3 separate regions of the Mus musculus genome follow, and all the other regions are linked to region 1. A link is a contact called in public HiChIP or PLAC-seq and promoter capture Hi-C data. All regions are on one chromosome and are shown on one strand. Each heading gives the region's core, a stretch centred on a gene start, on an enhancer-like site or on the middle of the called end of the contact. The rest is flanking DNA. Distances are from core to core; before and after follow the strand shown.

Region 1 (2,819 bases), core at 86-2,585:
AAGCTTAAGATCTCTAGCTCCTGAGGCAGGGGGCAGGGCAGCACACACCTTCTAGGACACTAAAAGCTTTAGGGATCTAGATTGGTCCACTGGAAAGAAACCCACCGCTGCCTCCTCCCCAGGAGCCCAGCACCCCGGACCTGGCCTCCCAGCCCTTGGGGCCACCCAGTGCCCGGCGCCTGACTCACGCGCTGCAAGGCTCCAAAGTTCACTGCAGGGAGAGGAGGGGGCGGCCAGGCGTGGGGGCTGGGACAACCAGGGAAGGATCCAGCCCTAGCCGCCGTCGCAACTCACCTCGGCGCTGACCAGACGCAGGTAGCAGCAGAGAGGAAGGAAGAGCGCCCAGCAGCGATTCATGCCGACTCCGGGCCCGGCCCCGCGGGGCCCCGGACGCGTAGACGGAGCGCGCCGCCCCCGCGGCCAGGGTTGGGGGCTGGGGAGGAGGGTGGGCTCCGCTCGGGTCCCCCGCGATCAGGCGATCAGGCCGCTGCAGCCGCCGCCGCGGCTCACCCGCATGGCCCCCGGGCGCCGCCGCCCCCGGCCCCGGCTCCGTCGCTGGGGGGCTGGGGAGGACCTGGACAAGGGACCGGGGTCCAAAGCCGCTACCTGGGCGGATCCCGAGCCCACGCGAGCATCCACAGTCTGGGGGCTGCGTCGCGAACCAGCCAAGGCGTCTAGCCGTGTGGGGGCGCGCAGGGGACTCCAACCTCAGAGAGGAAAAGGAACACGGCAGCCGATGGTTCGTCTTCACTCGCCCGCTAAAGGCGTGTTCCTCTGCCTGCTGGCTTAGCTTTTTTGCAACATTTTCTGGAACGGACCCCCAGATCAGAAAGCGCAGAGCTGGGGACCTCCAAGCCCAAGTCTCCAAAAAAAAACTTTTTCCAAAGTTGGCTTTGCAGCGGCGGCCCGAACACCCGGGCAGGGAGAGGTGCAAACTCCCGCCCGGGCCGGGTGGCGGGGCGGGAGCGTGTGCGCCCTGGCGCAGGGCCCAAGCGGCGGGCACGGCTGCTCCGAGAGCGCGGCGCGCCCACTGCGCGCTGGGCTGGTCCGGGCCGACAGGTGGACGCGGCTCGGGTCAGTCTGTCTATCTACCCACTCGCTCGCCACTCTGGGCTTCCTCTGCGGGTTTCGAGCTGCGGCTGCTCCGGCTTTCTCGTTGCAACGAAGCTAGAGGGTGGGCTTTTTTTTTTTTTCCTCCTTTCCCTTTTGCGCGTGTGTGTATGTGTGTGTGCGCAAAATATCTCTCTGGAGAAAGATGGGCGCTGGCGGCCGGAGGGAAGCCCTCAGGGAGGCAGCGGGGGAGGCAGGCAGGCTGCTCCCGGCTGCAGGAGAAGTTGCCACCCTTCAGCTGTTCCGGCCTTTATAAAGGAGAAGGGAGAGTGCAAGAGGTGGGTGGAGACAGCCTTTCCTCTCCTGGCCCGGAGTCAGCGCCGGGAGGGGGCAGGAACCAAGGGAGGTCCTCAGGCAAAGACTGCTGCTTGAGGGGTCTCTGAGAACTACGCAGCCCCTGTGACTGTGAATCTAGCCTCTTGGCAGGAACTGAAGGTGAACTGCGGCCCCACCCATTAGCACAGTGTTTAGGGGCCTGTCTGCAGGGCCAGGACCAAGGCCAGGAGTGTGGCCCCTGAACCCCAGAACCAGACATCTGCAACCTGGCAGCTTAGATTCCATTGAGTCTAATTAAATAGCTGGGTCACCTTGGGCACGTCACTTTCCTTCTGTGATTCACCCTACATTCTCTAAGTGGGGGACAAAGTGTGTGGATTAAATGTCAGAATGATCAGAAAACATCCAGCCACACACCAGCCCCAAGGTTGAAGCTCTAAACCCACAGCCAGCGGGAACCCTTCAGCTACAAACTGGGTCTGCCTCTCCTTGCTTGTCGCCTGGCACACAGCATGCGCTGCCATGCCAGCATAAGCTGAATTTGAGTCTGTTGAACTGCAAAGTCACTCAACCCACCCCACCCCCAGCCCTGCACCATCCTCCCAAGGACTGCCACCAAGATGCTGCCTTCAAGTCACCAGGGTGTTTACTACCCCTCTCTGCCCCCCACCCAGTTCCAGGCCCAGAGGCTACCCACCCACACCAGCACTCTCACAGTTAACACCTTCCACCCCCAGCTCAGGGAACTGCTGTGTCCCTGCCTTCAGCAGTCACACTGTCACAGTGACACAGTCACACGCAAGCACGCTTGCCAGCCCAGCACCCACCACAAGACCGGCAGGCTCACTGCAATGCCTCCTGCCTTTAGGGCACCTTGCCCTCATCCACTTCTGCTGCCTGTCATCTCCACTTGGTCTGTATCCCCATATCCACTGAATGGTGCTGTTGCCTCTCATGGCCCTGGATGAGGTGGTACTGATAAGGAAGAACCTCTCGGGCCTCTTTACACGTGGCTCCAGGTACCCCATTTTTCCAAATGACTAGCTAGCAGAGTGGCTGGGAGGTAGCCTGGAGCAGGTGACCTCTAAGGTAGGTTAAGCTCACCAATGGTACCTTGATTTCCTCTTCTGTAACTCGGAGACATAACCGGAGGAGAAGAAGAATTGCAGAGGATCGTGGGAAAATGAGAGGGGGCTGGCAATGTTTGCCATCTCTGTGACAGTGGGCTCCATAGGTTGGGTTGGGGGTCTGGGGAGACCCCCATTTGGTAAAATGCTTAGAAGAGGAGCTGAGTCCAGTCCCAGAACTCATCTAAACAGGCATCGGGAAGGTAGAGACTAGCACTTGCCGCCCGCCCAGACAGTCTAGACCAATCTGTGAGCTTCAGGCCAATGAGAGACACTATCTCAAAAGACATTGACAGTGTTTCTAAG
Region 2 (3,235 bases), core at 694-3,193, 550 kb after region 1:
CAGGAGTTCAAGGTGAACTCAACTCAGCTACTTATTAACTCAAGTCCACGTGAGATTCTGATTGAAAAAAAAATTCAATACAAGTGAATACAAAAAGGCAAGTGTTGATATAGATATCACATCTTATAATAAACAACTTTATAATTATACATACTTTATATAAATGACCCTATATTTTATAATATACATGTGTGTGTGTGTGTGTGTGTGTGTGTGTGTGTATATACATATATATATATATATATATATATGTATATATATACACATATGTTACAATTTGTATGGTATATGCATTATATCTCAACAAACCTTTTCATAAAGAGGAAAGATAAAAAGAAACAAGCTTCCAACCTATGGAAGGATCTGGAAGAACCGTGGGGTATCCTGCCAATGAAAGAAACGAGTCTAAAGAAGTTTTACATCTGGAAAAAGTAAAACTATAAAGACCAGTGGCATCCAGGGCAAAGAGGGTGAGGGCAGGTCACAAGGCATCCTCGGGGAAGCGAAAGACCCTGTGTTATACTGGGTGGTTGACACAGGACAGTATGTCTTTCCAAAACCTACAGAACTATGATACAACTAAACTGAACATCAGTAGTAGTGTCAACACTGGCTGCCACTTGTAGCAAGTGTACCTCACTGATCTTAGAAACTGGAGAGATGATGTTTTGGTGGAGAAGGGTTCATAGAAACTATTTTTGTCTCATTTTTTCATTTCTTTAAAGTTATCATTTTAAAATGCAGTAACCATGGAGAGTAGAGTGAACTGTATTTTCTTCTTATGACTTAAAACCTATCACTTTAGGCACAATTATAACTTTGCATTTCTAACACAAAGGAAAGGAATGTTGGCTCTTTTCTTTGCAAATTTGGCACCAATCCACTTCAATACTCTATACCATCTTCCTATGCCATCGCCTTTCTACACCCAGAATTATCTTAAGACCTGAATTTCTGTGCTTCAGTTAAGTGAGCTCATCTCCATAGCCTTCGGAGATTCCAGAGTCCCTAGAAACACTTCCCTAGTTTATGACTAAATTCCGACTTAATTATACTCGTGAATTACAGTGACATCAACACACAAACGGCAGCGTCTCCTCTCTTCATTTGCTGTATTTACTTTTCTGTGAGGCGTCACTGGATCAGGACCTGCGTGTGTTCTGTGCTCTTTTGAAAACAAACACACTCTTCTCCCAAGTGCCACAGTCAATCAGAGGACGGAAATGAGAACCACAGCGGTCGGAGGAAAACAGTGGCTGGGACATCTAAGGACAACTCTTTAAGCCCAGGGTGATAACAGGGTGCACATCAACCTAGCGCGAGGGAGGTTGGGACTGGAGGGCAAGCTCAGGACAGCCTAGGCTACATCACAAGGCACTCAAAAATTGAGAACCGCCTTGCTCCAGTTGAAGATTTAAAACACTGCTATACACGCCTGTCCTTACAGGCACACTGTCGAATTTTTACAAACTGTTACCTTGGTCTTTGCCCGCTTCATCTATGTGTTGAAAATCCTTTAGCATTTGAAGGTTACAGACGCCCTCTCTGCAATACTGAATAACTTTCCTGGAGCCGTTCTTGATGAGGTAGTCCATCAGGGCGAGGGATTTGTACACGTGGCGCCAGTTCTTCCCGTGGTCGCTGAGTCGCTGCCACAGCATGTGCATGATCTCCGAGAGGGAGGCCGCATTGAAAGTCATGTCACTGATAGCTAACATCAGAGAGCTAGAGGGGCCCCAGGGGTCATTGGAAGTTGCTTCCCTGACTTTTTTTTCGGCATCTGAGTAATTTTTCACGAAGTTCTTCACTTGCCTCCTGAATGACATAGCTACAGTGAGTCTGAGGAGGGGGTGGAGGTGGGTGAGAGCGATGGGTCAGGAGTGACTGGTTTACAGAGCGCCTGACAGATTCGTCCCAAGTTCTGCCGCTCTCAAACACAAATGATTCATCTCCACCTGGTAAAGTATCGATTTCCTGCAAGGAAAGTACAAAAAATGTGGTGTAAGTTCCTCAAAAAAAAAAAAAAAAAAAATGTCTACAGGAGACCAAGTTAGTCTGAAAAAAAAAAAAATTTTAGTTTCCAAGAAAGCCTGTCACATCACCAGCCTGAGGAAGGAAAGGACTCTATATAGGTGTGCTTAGGATAAACACGGGAAAATCCCTCACAAGACTGACCTCAGCTATCCAGAGAATATAGGTAGTCTATCTGCTCCTAAAAGGTTCTGCAGAAAATATTGCTCAGCTCCCTTGACAAGGAGTACGAGTTTAAAGACGTACACACAGAGGAGACAGATTCATAGTTCAGGGGGAATTTGCACTCTGACACCTCTTTCTTAACAAAAGCTGTTGTTATACACACTGTGTCCTGGAAATAATTTGAATGGTGGTGAAAATTGAGTGTGAGGTCCTCCTCGTACCCAGAACCCTGTTCCCTGCAGAACCATGAAGCACTCTGATCAAACCTGAGTAGGTGCTGCTCTCTGGTCTATCTAGAGAGCCGGCGTTAAGATAAATACTCTACCTCCTGTGGATTACAGCTAACACAGTATCCAAAGCAGCATCTTAGCCTAGCAAACTAGAGGGAAAGCTTCGATTACTTTCTTTACTCGCTTTCAGGGAAAAAAAGGTGTGGTTTTAACATTCAACAGTATCAAAGTGCTATTTATAAATGACATGGCGTGAGGAACTCCCTTAGGCCTGGAGTGATTAGCAGGAGTCTGACAGCTTCCCCATACATAGAAGAGGAAGCATTTAGGTTAATATAAAAACGCATTCAAACTTAAACCGGTACTCGGCCCTAAGAATTCGCAAGATACTTGAGAATTACCAGTTTCTGATTTACATGAAACTCCCTTCCTCTTTTTCATTACTCTGCAGGAAGGTGAGTCACTTAGTTTGTAATTTCTCTGGTGATTCACCTCCGACAGGGACAAAGGCACTGTGCCAAATTGATTTCAAGCCCTGATGAGCATCCAGACCCAACGAAGTCTAGATGAACTATAATCAGATTTTGCTATCAAAGCTGCACCCATCCAAAAGAAAGAAAAAAAAATCAAACTCATAACGACTGTTTGGTATTTTTAGTTTTGTTTCCTTGGCCTCCTCAGCTTCTAGCTCACGCCTGATTAATCTGTGTATCAAGGGAAAACATAATTTTCAGATGCATGGTTAAATGAACTATCACCTTAAAAAAACAAAAAACAAAACCAGATCATTAACCCTTTCAGCCCCTCTA
Region 3 (3,065 bases), core at 562-3,061, 670 kb before region 1:
GCTGGCTCCAAGTATGTGAATATCTTGCTTCTTGTCAAACACACATATCTGCTGATGGTCCCTATTGCAATATCTTATTACAGTGGGGTGGCTCTATGGTCATTTTCTAGGGCCATTGTGCTCTCTTGGAACAAAACAAGAAGGAGGAGGAGGAGGAGGAGGAGGAGGAGGAGGAGGAGGAGGAGGAGGAGGAGGAGGAGGAGGAGGGAAGGAAGAAAAAAGAAAGGAAGAGAAAAGAAAAGGCAGGTTTCTCTGCTTTTGTCTCTTAATTTCTACCAGTGTGAACACTCCAGGCTTGCTCTGTTTAAATGCTGAAGATGTCCCAGACTTAGGCAGTGGGAGTGGCCTCAGGCCAGGTCTTTCAGGAAGGCAGCTTATCAAACAAAGAGTAACCTGAGCAGGCCAGGGTCCAGACAAGTGCCCACACTGACCTGCCTTCCTCTGCAGGCTGTCAGAGGGGATGGAAGTGACACCCTCAACCGGTCTCCCCTTTCATCTCAAGTGAGCAAGAACTCCGAGGTTTCACGGGTCCTGGGTCTGGTAGCCTTGTTTCATCCTGTGACTCAGAGTTTGGTAGAGGGGGTGACAGTGTGCAGTCTGGCAGGACAGCCAACAGGGAGGCCTCAGCTCTCTCACCTTCATTCTACCCACCAGTCCCTCTTACCAGAAAGATCAGTGACATGGGCAAAGATCTCACTGAAAGATAAAAAGATGTGATAGATCCCAAATCATTCTCTCCTCCAGCCACTTGAGCTCTGAAGCCTCTTCTCCCAGGATACCATTTTTTGCGGGGCGTCTCATGACTCTGCCACTGGAAAGACAGTGTGAGAAGGCCAACCCCACTGCTAAACGCAGCATTGCACAACATTGCTTGGCCATTACCAAAAGATCGACTTCTGTGGGCAGTAGGGTGTGGATGCAGAAGCCTGGCTCCCTGTTCTCCTAGGCTGAGGATGTGGGCGATGGATCTAGCCACATGGGGTCCTCACTGTCATACAGGTCTACTGGATTTCTTCATTAGTTGAGCACCTACTATTTGCCAGGCACAGCCTCAGCTCTCTAGAAGGTAGGAAAAGGGTGTGTGGGGGGTGGGGGAGGGTGGTGAACAGGATTGTGTATTTTCTAGAATTGAGAACTTGAGTTCAGAGGTAAATTTTTTGAACACCTTTTTCTTATAACTTGTGTTTTCCTTAAATTCACTTATTTGTTATGTGTCTGTGTGTGAATGGACCCATTCCACCGCTCTAAGTACGTAGAGATCAGAGGTCAGCTTTCTGGAGTCATTGTCTCCTTCCACCTTGGAAGTTGTGGGGTCTGAACGTTAGGCATCAGAGTTTAGTAACAAGCAAGCACATCGACCCACAGGGAAAGCGTCCCTGGGGCGAGTGGAGGTAGGGTTGAAGATATGGAGCCGACACCACGTGAAGACCAGGGGTAGGCAATTGCTGTGGCTTCGGAAATACAAACCTACGGTTCACAGGTACAGAGAAGGCACTTAAAACCACGAGACTGGATGAGGTCATCCGGACAAAGGATGTAGATCGACGAGAGAAGAGGCCAGACAGTGAACTGTAAAGCAAAGCAAATGACACCTCCACCCACGCCGTTCTCCAGAGGTGTCACGTGAATGCATCCAGAGGACACAGTCCCAGCACGGAGAACCGTGGCGGCTCTGGCTGTGGGCTCCTACAGCGGGGTCTACTGGGGGCGGCGCCTCACTCGGGCGTGGGCGGGGTCTCGGCTCCAGGCGGCCGCTCTGGGGCTTGCTGGCGGCTGGGGCGGTGACGTCACTGCATGACTGGGTTTTTATGAATGAAAGGAATCCTGTGCGTGAGTAATTCCGGGAAGCTCGCCTTACAACTGCGCGCGGCTCCAGCCCCCTTCGCCGCCTGCCCCATAACAAAACTCGGAGCGGCGCTGCGCGGAGCCGGGTTCCTAGTGAACTGCGGTCCCGATCGGAGAGGAGTGGGGCTCGAGAGCGGCCAAGGACCGCCACCGCGACAGCCGCGACAAGCACGCACTGAGCGCCGGGCCTGGCGGAGAGCGGTAAGGACGCGTCAGGGACGGGGACCGAGCTCCAGAAGTGTGAGCTCCGGGTCCTGCCTGGGCGGCGCGTGGTCCTCCTGCCCCTTCGGCGCCCCCTTAACATCAGCTCCCGGAGGGGCCTCCGAGGGGCTGGCTGGGAGGCGGTGCGCGGGCCCCGGAGGAAGCCGGGGCGGGGGCGGGGGCGGGGCGTGCACGTACGTGACTCGGTGAGAACAGTCCCTGGAGCCGCGCCCAGCACCTTGTGTGCGCGGTTTGTTTACGTCTCCCGGTGGCGTGCGTGCGGCTGTGTTCTTTGGGGAGCGTCCTGAGTTCTGCGGGCTGCGTGCACACGGTGTACTTCGGGGTGTGTGTTTGTGTGTGTGGCCGCACGCGCTCCTTGGAGACTGACACTAGCCCAGTGTATCTTGAAGTGGGTGCGCACCAGTGTCCACTGGAGCAAATGCGGAATAAGGACCCGAGCGAAGGAAGTGGCCCGATCGGTGGTCACACCAGGTCTGGAATTTTTCTCCCGCCCCTTCCACCCTCCGTCATCCTCCCCCTTTCCACCAGCCGGGACTGCCCGGTCCCTGTTGTCTCTGGAGTTTCCCCTGGCTGGAGCCATGTGACATCAGTGTTTGTTCCTCGCCCAGCGCGGGTGCCTGCAGCTTAGAATAGAGCAGAGGTTAGCGAGCCAGTCTTCTCCTGGCCACCTGGTGGATCTGGGAACCTAGTACATGGGAGTCCTTCCTTAGCCCCAAGTTTTCCGGCTCAGTATGGACTGTCCACCCCTGGATTGTCCCATTCTTCCAGTCTCAGGAGAAACAGGCAAGGCCAGAAAGTTTGTGACAGATTGGAGAACACAAGGCTCCCGGACTATTCTGTTGGCGACTGTGGTTGGTCTGGGTGTCTGAGGCTGCACCTGCTGGGTCCAGGAGGATGGCATGAGGCCCACTGTCACACTCCTCAGGTTGGACTCCTTAGACTGGACCTCTGTGTAGACCGATCGGTGGTCACACCAGGTCTGGAATTTTTCTCCCGCC

Evidence for each region. HiChIP or PLAC-seq counts read pairs in DNA pulled down with a chosen protein or histone mark. Capture Hi-C pulls out chosen DNA fragments and counts their contacts.
Region 2: a FOXA1 HiChIP or PLAC-seq map of pancreatic cancer cells shows a contact between it and region 1. The contact joins the promoter of Enthd1 here to the promoter of Pdgfb in region 1. A contact is called at or near these places in 1 of 39 promoter capture datasets (liver) and 1 of 115 datasets of contacts at active chromatin or transcription factors (pancreatic cancer cells).
Region 3: a contact with region 1 is called in a promoter capture Hi-C map of pancreatic islet. The contact joins the promoter of Maff here to the promoter of Pdgfb in region 1. A contact is called at or near these places in 2 of 115 datasets of contacts at active chromatin or transcription factors (microglia and pancreatic cancer cells) and 1 of 9 other capture datasets (pancreatic islet).

Annotation. Positions count from the first base shown.
Region 1 is chr15:80,013,642-80,016,460 of GRCm38.p6, forward strand. It overlaps Pdgfb (platelet derived growth factor, B polypeptide), which reads right to left and starts at 1,336. Exons shown (of 7, transcript NM_011057.4): 1 at 295-1,336. The coding sequence starts at 357.
Region 2 is chr15:80,558,527-80,561,761 of GRCm38.p6, forward strand. It overlaps Enthd1 (ENTH domain containing 1), which reads right to left and starts at 1,944. Exons shown (of 6, transcript NM_001163189.1): 1 at 1,478-1,944. The coding sequence starts at 1,826.
Region 3 is chr15:79,345,709-79,348,773 of GRCm38.p6, forward strand. It overlaps Maff (v-maf musculoaponeurotic fibrosarcoma oncogene family, protein F (avian)), which reads left to right and starts at 1,812. Exons shown (of 3, transcript NM_010755.4): 1 at 1,812-2,046.